Linked DNA regions of Mus musculus: all the other regions are linked to region 3. The links are chromatin contacts, called in public Hi-C and HiChIP or PLAC-seq maps. All regions are on one chromosome and are shown on one strand. The core of a region is the stretch at or near the end of the contact, and the rest is flanking DNA. Distances in the headings are between cores, read along the strand shown.

Region 1 (2,700 bases), core at 192-2,691, 510 kb before region 3:
GCTCAGGAGTACTGCTTGAACATTTTCACATGCTTGCTTTTAATTAAAATATTGTTTATCTGCTTAGAGATCTAGATCATTGGAGGCAAACATATTTTTATCTCTGTTTTCTTGTCCCGTATGGGAATATTGTCCTAATTACAGAGTGTCTTAATAAACTACCTTTGTTTTGTTGGGACTGATGTTGTTTTGTAAAGTGTGTTGACCTTCACAGGAGATTGAACACTATCAACTGAAGCTCTCTGCCCCTGCTCAGCAAGCTGATATTTGCCAGTTTTTCACAGGAAAAAAATTCTACTACATTTAGCTTTGGAAGGCATTATGAAATCTAGCAGAGATCCTCTGTGTTCCAGGATTTAGGAATATATCCCTCATACCAGAACAAAACTCCTCTTGGGTGTATAGCTCTGACTCTTTTGCTTGGTCTTAGCACTCTTTTTCTCAGTCAGGTTGCCTTGTCCAGACTCTATATGAGGGCTTTTACCTTGTCTTATTATATCTTGTTTTGTTCTGTTAGGATGTCATCTCTTGGAGGCCTGCTCTTTTCGGAAGAGTAAGTGGAGGAGGATATGGATCTGGTGGAGTTCAAGGGGCTGGAAGAAGCAGAGGGCGGGGAAACTGTGGTTGGGATATATTTTACGAGAGAAACATCTGTTTTCAATAAGAAAATCCTATTTTTCCTGAACTCAGTGTCCCAAAAATGTTTTAATTTTCATTGGTGTGAAATTTCATAAAATAGAATTATTCTTCTTCTTCATTTTCCAGATACTAACAACCTGCGTTCAATGTCAAATCACTGAAATTCCCAAGTGGTTGTTATTGTATAATCTACACATTTTAGACACACACAATTAATTTCATAATATATCTCAATCCATTTTTTAAAGTAAATGAAATGCCCCTCAGGGCATAGTTTAGTAGCATAGGTAGTTAGATTATGGATTCATTGAATTACCAGTGTTCAACAAAACAATCATTTCATATGCATACCATCAAGGATCTACTTAACATTCTATGATGCTTAACATGTTAGAGGACGGCTTGTAAGCTACCTGGACTTTGTGTCATATCACTTAGAAGCTTCAATTACATAGCAATTTGAGGAGCATAATTAGATGTCAGACGATCAGACATGATGCCTAACCACTGAAGTAGTTTTGCAGGAAGGAGACGAGGATGGATCAAGCAAACTCCAGAAGGCAAACAGGAGTGAGTGGAGCTTGACACGGAGAAAACAGGAGTGAAATAAACACAGGGTATTTTTAGCAGCTGAAACAGCATACGAAAACAAAAAGCCGTTGCTGGGGAGATGAAGCAGTTGGTAACAGGACTGCCACACAAGTGTGAAGTCCCAAATTTAGATCTCCAGGATTGATCTAAATAGTTTTACCTGACTCATGTTTGTGACCCTAGCATTAGGGGGCAGGGAATTGAGGATGGAGACAGGAGTTCAATGGACTTGGTGGCTAACTAGTCTAGACAAATAGGGAAGTGCTGGGTCAGTAAGATAACCTCTTTCAAAAAGTAATGTGGAGAATTACCAATGAGGGAAGAAGACATTGATCTCTGCTTTCTGCAATGTACACATACCCATGTACACATATAACACAAATGTTTAAAACACACACAACCAATAAACTGTTGGTTTTGTTGGACAATGTGGTATCTATTTATGTGTAACTGTAGTTGATTCCTAGCCAGATAAGTGATGGTTTTTCCCTGACTGTTGGACAGAGAACATGGTACAAATTTTGGACCAAAGGTTTAGTTATTTTAAGTCTACTTAAAATATATCCAGAGACCTCATCAAGACATTTTGTATATAATGCATAATTGAACATATAAATGAACTTTAGATTTAGATAGAAACATGTATATTTTAAAAGTTAAAATGTAATTTTGAGAGGACAAGATTCATTTGATCATTAAAAGTGTATGCTTTTGTTTTTTGTTTCTACTGCCAAATTGTTGGCACTCTCTCAGTCGAGGGAGTAGCAAGGCCAGGTACAAAGTTCTGGGGCACTAGAGCAATTCAACCCAGAAAAAGCCATGCCACAGAAAGTATAGAGAGCCCATATCAACTGTGTCTGCAGCTGCACCCTGAGGAGTGTCTGTGACCTTAAGCCTGCTCTGACAGCTCTCACACTGTCCCTACAATAATGCTCTTCCCCTGCCTTCCACCTCTGTCACAGACCCCAGACACCACAGGATCATTTAGAAGGGAAAGTCTTTTGTTTCATAAAACAAACATTAATTTGCAAATGGTAGCATTTGTTTCTTGTGTCAGGTTCCATAAGGAATACCCTAATGGACACCTAATGGACTGCCATTACCATATCAACAAAGAATAAGTTGTTTTTAGGAGGAACAATGATTATATAACAATTAAGTAACTCCTGTGGACTCACTGGTACTTTCTTAAATTTATGCCAAGTGCTTGATTATTAAAATCATTGAAGGCAGCACAACAATTAAATCATCGGACTATCTAGTGAGGAGCCAGCTTTCCAAACAATGAAATATGGATTTTTTTTTTTAGAAATCCATGCTCATGATTCACAGAGCAGTCTCTCCTCATGAGGTGAACACGAACCAGAGAGCTTGTTGTCCACCTAACACCAGTAAATGTGTCTAGAGGACGACTCAAGGTCACACGTGTTTCTGAGGTGGTGAAGCATCCAAAGATGGCAGAGAAAGGAT
Region 2 (2,700 bases), core at 118-2,617, 290 kb after region 3:
AATCCTGCCGATGATGAAAACAGTGACGGGCCTTTTCAAAGGCCCCACTCAAGATGCTGGGGGAGAACAGAACGAGCACCATTTACCTTGTCTGCTACAAATCATCACACACTTGACTGTTTCCAAGTTGAAGGCAGGATGTTTCATTAACAGAGACAGGAAGGGAGGTGAAGCTCTGTCAATTAAGGGCGGTTTCTGAAAAGGCTCTTTTTATTGTTATTATTTTTTTAATCTTAAAAGAAAACAGCAGGAGGAAAATAAACAACCGAAACATCTAAAAGGATGTCACTTATGCCCCTGGCCATGGCATTGACTGCTGTGTCTTATAAATAGAGAGCATTCTCAGAGAAAGTCTTCCACTCCAGAAACTCTTTCTTTCCTATCAGTTAGAGCCATGCTTCTTGTAATGTATCTTCCACAGGAAATGGTTATGGGCAGCTCTGGACCACTGCTTGTAGAAGTTTTGTGTTAAAATGTAATGTGACAGGCTCACAGCAATGACGCCCCTTGTGGCATCTGTTAATCAGAAACCAGCCCCCTAACACTGCCTGTGGTGATCGAAAAAAAATACTGAGATAAATACTAGTATATTTAGCACAGTGACAAACAATGTCAGTGTTTGGTTTGAAAGAAAAAGACGAAGAAGGGAAAATAACCACCCTTAAGAGTTACAGAGTTCCCCCCCCCCCTTGGCCATGAAGCAACCTGAGGAATTGAGAGTCCTTCACTAAAAACCTTAGTTAAATGTTTAAAACAGGAGCAGGGAAAGTCAAAGCATCCCTGTTTTATGAAGCCAGGGCTGGAGTTGATTCTACCCTAGAAGCTTTCGTTCTTTGACATATTAGTGGTTTACAGGATACTGTGAAGAGGGAAGGAGCGAGAGGCTTCATATGGGATGTCTTTTCCCAAGAGCATAGCCACTGAGCCACCACGTATAGAACTTCCTATAACATGCGATTCTTACATCCTCCAGACTGTTTCCTGAGAATGCCCAGAATTCAATACTCAAGGACCACTTGAAAGGCTTCCAGACGACTTAAGGTAACCGTGTCCCACCCTGAACCTGTGTCCAACAACCACAATTCTTGGTGATCCAGAGTGGCTTCTCTCTCACAACAGATAGATGCAGGATTACAATCATTGGCAATATCTGGGGCTTCAGGCATTGATCACATCCCCTGGAAAATGAGTAGGGAGAAGAAACTGACTGGACAAACGAAAAGATAAGCTACATTATCAACTCCCAGGTGCATTTCTGTCCTCCCAATCCTAATGCAAACCAGGCAATACACAGATCATCTTCTGGGAGAGGTGGAAGCAAGAAAGGGGTCTGGAAACAATTCAGAGCTCAGCAGCACTAATGCCTCTCGCTACAGCCTTGCTCAGGGCTGCTATGGGAAGGCTGGGTGTTACCACTCTCAGGATGTTGTGGGAACATCTCCATGGAGTCTCTTGCAATTACATCAGCCAGATAATACTGACCCTGTTTAACCCACGGAAGAGCTATGCAAGGTACAAGTAACAGCACATGCATACTTCACTTGGGAACTGCTTCTGGGAGCCAGAAAAGGGTCTAAGTTTTAGCAAGCAGAACAAAGAGGCAACATGGGCTCCTATCGCCCCCTATTGTTAGAAGCCTGTAAATCTGGGACATCGTGCATCCACCCAGAGTCAGCATCAGGTCCTGACTTCTCCTTTGGCTTTTGACTGCTGTCATCCCCTACTCACAACTGTTCTTGTTATTTTCACCCATACAGCTGATGGACTGGCCCACTGTCATTCTTTTGTTCTTTTAGACGAATGCATCGTGTTGTATGAGGTGTGGAGAAATGACTGAGCAGATAGCATAGCGGCCTGCTGTGGAGAGCCCTGCCAACTATCACAGTGGTCCAACCTGGGCATCTTGTGTCTCCCTGACAACAACCTGTATGGTCCAGCCTTCACTCCCAGCACTACAGCCCAGTGAGGAAGACACTGAAACCTGATCTAGGTGGAGACTCATGCCCATTCATACTGACTCACAAACACAATGCCCATTAAAAAAGAGACTGGGCTCCCATGCGACCCCAGCATATATCCTAGAAACAGAGTACAGAGCCCTCTTTATTCTTCTGCTCCTCTGTCCTCTGCCTGGCTCACAACAAGAAGTTAGCTGAAGCCTTTAAACTTAAATTACTCTCTAGTGTTATTGGTGGGAGGCTGTGGTGTTTATCAGTGTTATCTTGTATTGGCAGGATCCAGACACTGAAATGGTGGCTTTAGTTGCTGTTACAAGACAGCCCCATGCTCCTCATGGGGCAGAATTATGGAGTCTCTCTGGGTAAGGTCCTGTATGGTATGGGTTGTCTCATTAGATGAAATGACAGCCTAGTACCTCAGCCATGGGTAGGTGCGTGCTGAGTATGCTCCTGCCTCAGATTTGGATGGGTTTCTAACGCTTGTTTAAAGTGATACTGGTAAATTGTTTAGGTTTATATAGGATGCATCTTGTCTGTGACCATAGACTCAAGGGAAAACATACTTTCTTCATCCTAGGAAGCTCTTACAGATCCTCTTCTGAAGATACTTCTGTTCCTATCTGGGGGAGTTGATGGCTTTGCTCAGCATACTCCCTGTGTGGTCACCTTGTGCATACAGTCCTCCGTGTCCTGTAGCTCTGCCAGACTCATATGTTAAAGCCCTTTCCTTGTCTTTTTCTCC
Region 3 (2,700 bases), core at 82-2,581:
AATAGACAGACAGGAGCTCAGCAGCCTGTGGTGACATACAGACTCTCTAGCAGCGAAGACCTCCAAGCGTCCGGAGCGGTGACAGTCCAACAGCCGCAGCCACGCGTTCCCCACCAGCGCTGTGCCTGGGCAGCGCGAGGACCCCTGCCTCCAAGCCAAGGGCTCCTTTTGCTAGCAGTTAAAATAAATCGACCAAACAACAAAGGCAAGCCACAAACCAAACTGACCCAACCAAAGCATTCACTGAGAAACAATAATTACTCACAAAAGCCCCAAACGAAATCCAGTCAGTCAAGGCACCCGGGACGCTGGGTCACTCCACTGTTCCTTCAGGTAAAGAGCCAAGTCTTCCGACATGAGCATCACAAGCCCTTTGTGTCTGGCTGTTGGGGCTTTCTGCTTCTGCTGCCCCCTCCCCCTTTTTTTTTCTTTCTACCATCTATCTGTGCTTTCCCTTTGACCTGTTTGTCGTTTCTGTGTTGTTTATCTTGTTTCTATGTCTCGGCGGAAGGCATGGGTGGACTCTCTTTCCCTCAAAGCAGGCAGAAATTGAAATCTGGGAAGGGAATTGAAAGGGACGATGCTTTCTGTAACAGAAGTTTCCAGTAATTTTATATGGGTTTTATGGTGCCAAGTTTGGACATTCTCTTGTTTCAGTTGAAAACTTGTCACTTTCCTCAGTTACCACAGAGGTCCTGGGTCCCAAGAGGTCGGAGAAGGGAGGGAGAGGAGGATAATTTTTTGCTTTATTTTTTTTAAATCTTGAAGTCATTTCCATGACAGCCTCTGGTGTAACGTTATCTGTCTCGGGTGATAAATGTGATAGTAGGATTGGATCTGTATCAGGCAAGTGTTTTAAAAAGTTTCTTCGGAAGAGAAATTACATGGCTTAGCATGGATGTCACGGATGTATTAAATTCAAAGCTTGATCACCTTTTACAGACACAGACTAAGACTGGAGCCTAAGTCTTAAGAAAAAAAAAAAGCAATGAGGAAGGTAATGTCATGGCGGGATGGGAGGTGTACGGTGAGGTTGCTAGAAATGGTCCCCCTAAGAACGTGTTGCAGATGGAGACCATCATTTCGCTCTCTGCCTTCTCAAAGGATGCAGCTTCTGCAAGCTAGAATGACAGTCTCTAGAATGGAAATGAATCTGTATTTTTTTTTCAAATTTTGCTCCAATGCAGAATAAATCTAAACTGTGCCCACCCTTTCCTCATCTGCCTTGGAACCCAACTCTGCAGTTTACTGCTTTAAGTAAGCAGCAAAGTAGACAGGGCAGGCAGGGAGGCACTTCTTGTTTCCTTTTTTTTTTTTTTTTTGTAATTCTGTGAAAATCAGAGAGCCTTTGATATGCTCTTCAGCCTAAGTAGACCCTCTCTTTCAGGATTATGTTACTATAGGGCTTGATGTCTGAGTGGCATTTTAGCTAATGTCATTTTCATGAAAGACAGTCATTTGGAAGGCACTAGGGCTAGTTATGCTTCCTTCAAATAGCAGAGTGATCTTAACATGAGAGACCCTGTCTTCGGGGTTATGTAGCCCTTCAAGGTATGTACCTGCTTATGTCTGATTCTCAGTGTCCTTTGTCCTCATCTTCCTTTGCTTTCTAATCGCTTTGACTGGCAGGCTATTTTTATATTTCTAGAGAATACATTTAGATGTCTTTTTAAAGTGATACATGTTTCCATTCTCAAAGATTGGGAAAAGATCATCTCTTGCTATGCTCGTCTGTGCTAATATGATTTGGTTTCTGTGTAAATTTAAAGGCATTGCTTTAGACCATTGTATTATACATGTCTTAGTTTCTCCTTTCCGGGTATGATTTATGTCGTCCGAATGACAAAGTAACTATTCCTCTCGGTGAGTGCTTATTTAACAGTACTTTGGATGAGGCATATTTAAAGAAACTTAAACAGCTCCTCCGGGGAATACCATTAGGTTTCTTGGTGACTTAATTTCATTCACTATATGGTGATTTCTTTTTGCTGGTAATTCAGTTCAGACCCAGACAAGTGTGTGTGTGTGTGTGTGTGTGTGTGTGTGTGTGTGTGTGTGTGTGTTTTATTAGATTTGCACATTGCCAATCTCTCAGTGACTGCTTGTCATAGATCTCAGTTGAGTGTGGTTACTTGAGAACTGTAGCAATCACCCTGTTAGAGCGTGCTGCACTGAGGAGTTCCTTGCAGTCTGTTTTTTAACGCTGTTTAATGAAGGAGTGGGCATCTCACTCTGCAATGAAAGGAGCCCGAGAACAGACAGAGCCCTGTGCTGCTGTGGAGACTGCAGAGCAGAAGGGAGTGGGAAGGTAAAGCGGGCTGCAGAGGTGGTCTTTTGAATCGGGTCCTTATAGCTTATCGATGGAAATCAATCGGTTTGGATGAGAGAATTCTCTCTGAATAGCTGGTTAGATGCTCCTTCAGCGTCTTTGCTGGTTCTTAGAAAGAAGACTCAATAATTTGAGTTTCTGAAAACTTAGAGGAGATGCTAACTGGGGACTTCCTGTGTGTCTACTATTTTTAATATAGGCTGTGAGAATGTTGGGTAATGAATGCAGATTTAATTTCAAATTCCTGAATCATTGTTCTGCTGTGGCAGATGGGTTGGACCTTATGAAACATTCTGAGATTCAAAAAAACTACCACCAGCTTCAGATATGGTGATAATCTGAATTTCTGCTGTGGGAATTTTGGGTTGATT

The links. A called contact is a pair of places that touch in the nucleus more often than the background predicts. HiChIP or PLAC-seq counts read pairs in DNA pulled down with a chosen protein or histone mark.
Region 1: a Hi-C map of cortical neurons shows a contact between it and region 3, with 2.4 times the contacts expected there. The contact joins the enhancer-like site here to the promoter of Arpp21 in region 3. A contact is called at or near these places in 7 of 39 promoter capture datasets (3T3-L1-derived adipocytes, the C10 cell line, embryonic stem cells and 3 more), 4 of 484 Hi-C or Micro-C datasets (cerebral cortex and cortical neurons), 4 of 115 datasets of contacts at active chromatin or transcription factors (VIP interneurons, embryonic basal ganglia, embryonic forebrain and 1 more) and 3 of 9 other capture datasets (adipose tissue, liver and pancreatic islet).
Region 2: an H3K4me3 HiChIP or PLAC-seq map of neural tube shows a contact between it and region 3, with 7 times the contacts expected there. The contact joins the enhancer-like site here to the promoter of Arpp21 in region 3. A contact is called at or near these places in 11 of 39 promoter capture datasets (the C10 cell line, cranial neural crest, embryonic stem cells and 5 more), 1 of 15 datasets of contacts at CTCF or cohesin (large pre-B cells), 10 of 484 Hi-C or Micro-C datasets (the AML12 cell line, cerebral cortex, cortical neurons and 6 more), 5 of 115 datasets of contacts at active chromatin or transcription factors (embryonic forebrain, embryonic midbrain, forebrain and 2 more) and 2 of 9 other capture datasets (liver and pancreatic islet).

The regions. Positions count from the first base shown.
Region 1 is chr9:112,743,387-112,746,086 of GRCm38.p6, reverse strand. No RefSeq gene overlaps it. Among named protein-coding and RNA genes, the nearest start is that of Gm24957, 220 kb to the right of the region's middle. Within about 2 kb of position 1,441, at least 7 of the 459 cell types and tissues checked have an H3K27ac peak or open chromatin away from gene starts, as enhancers often do. A contact at or near this core is called in cortical neurons and liver, where this site is marked.
Region 2 is chr9:111,938,703-111,941,402 of GRCm38.p6, reverse strand. No RefSeq gene overlaps it. Among named protein-coding and RNA genes, the nearest start is that of 4930545L08Rik, 21 kb to the right of the region's middle. Within about 2 kb of position 1,367, at least 6 of the 459 cell types and tissues checked have an H3K27ac peak or open chromatin away from gene starts, as enhancers often do. A contact at or near this core is called in cortical neurons and neural tube, where this site is marked.
Region 3 is chr9:112,231,943-112,234,642 of GRCm38.p6, reverse strand. It overlaps Arpp21 (cyclic AMP-regulated phosphoprotein, 21), which reads left to right and starts at 1,331. Exons shown (of 21, transcript NM_001362020.1): 1 at 1,331-1,551. It also overlaps a transcript of 2900079G21Rik not described here.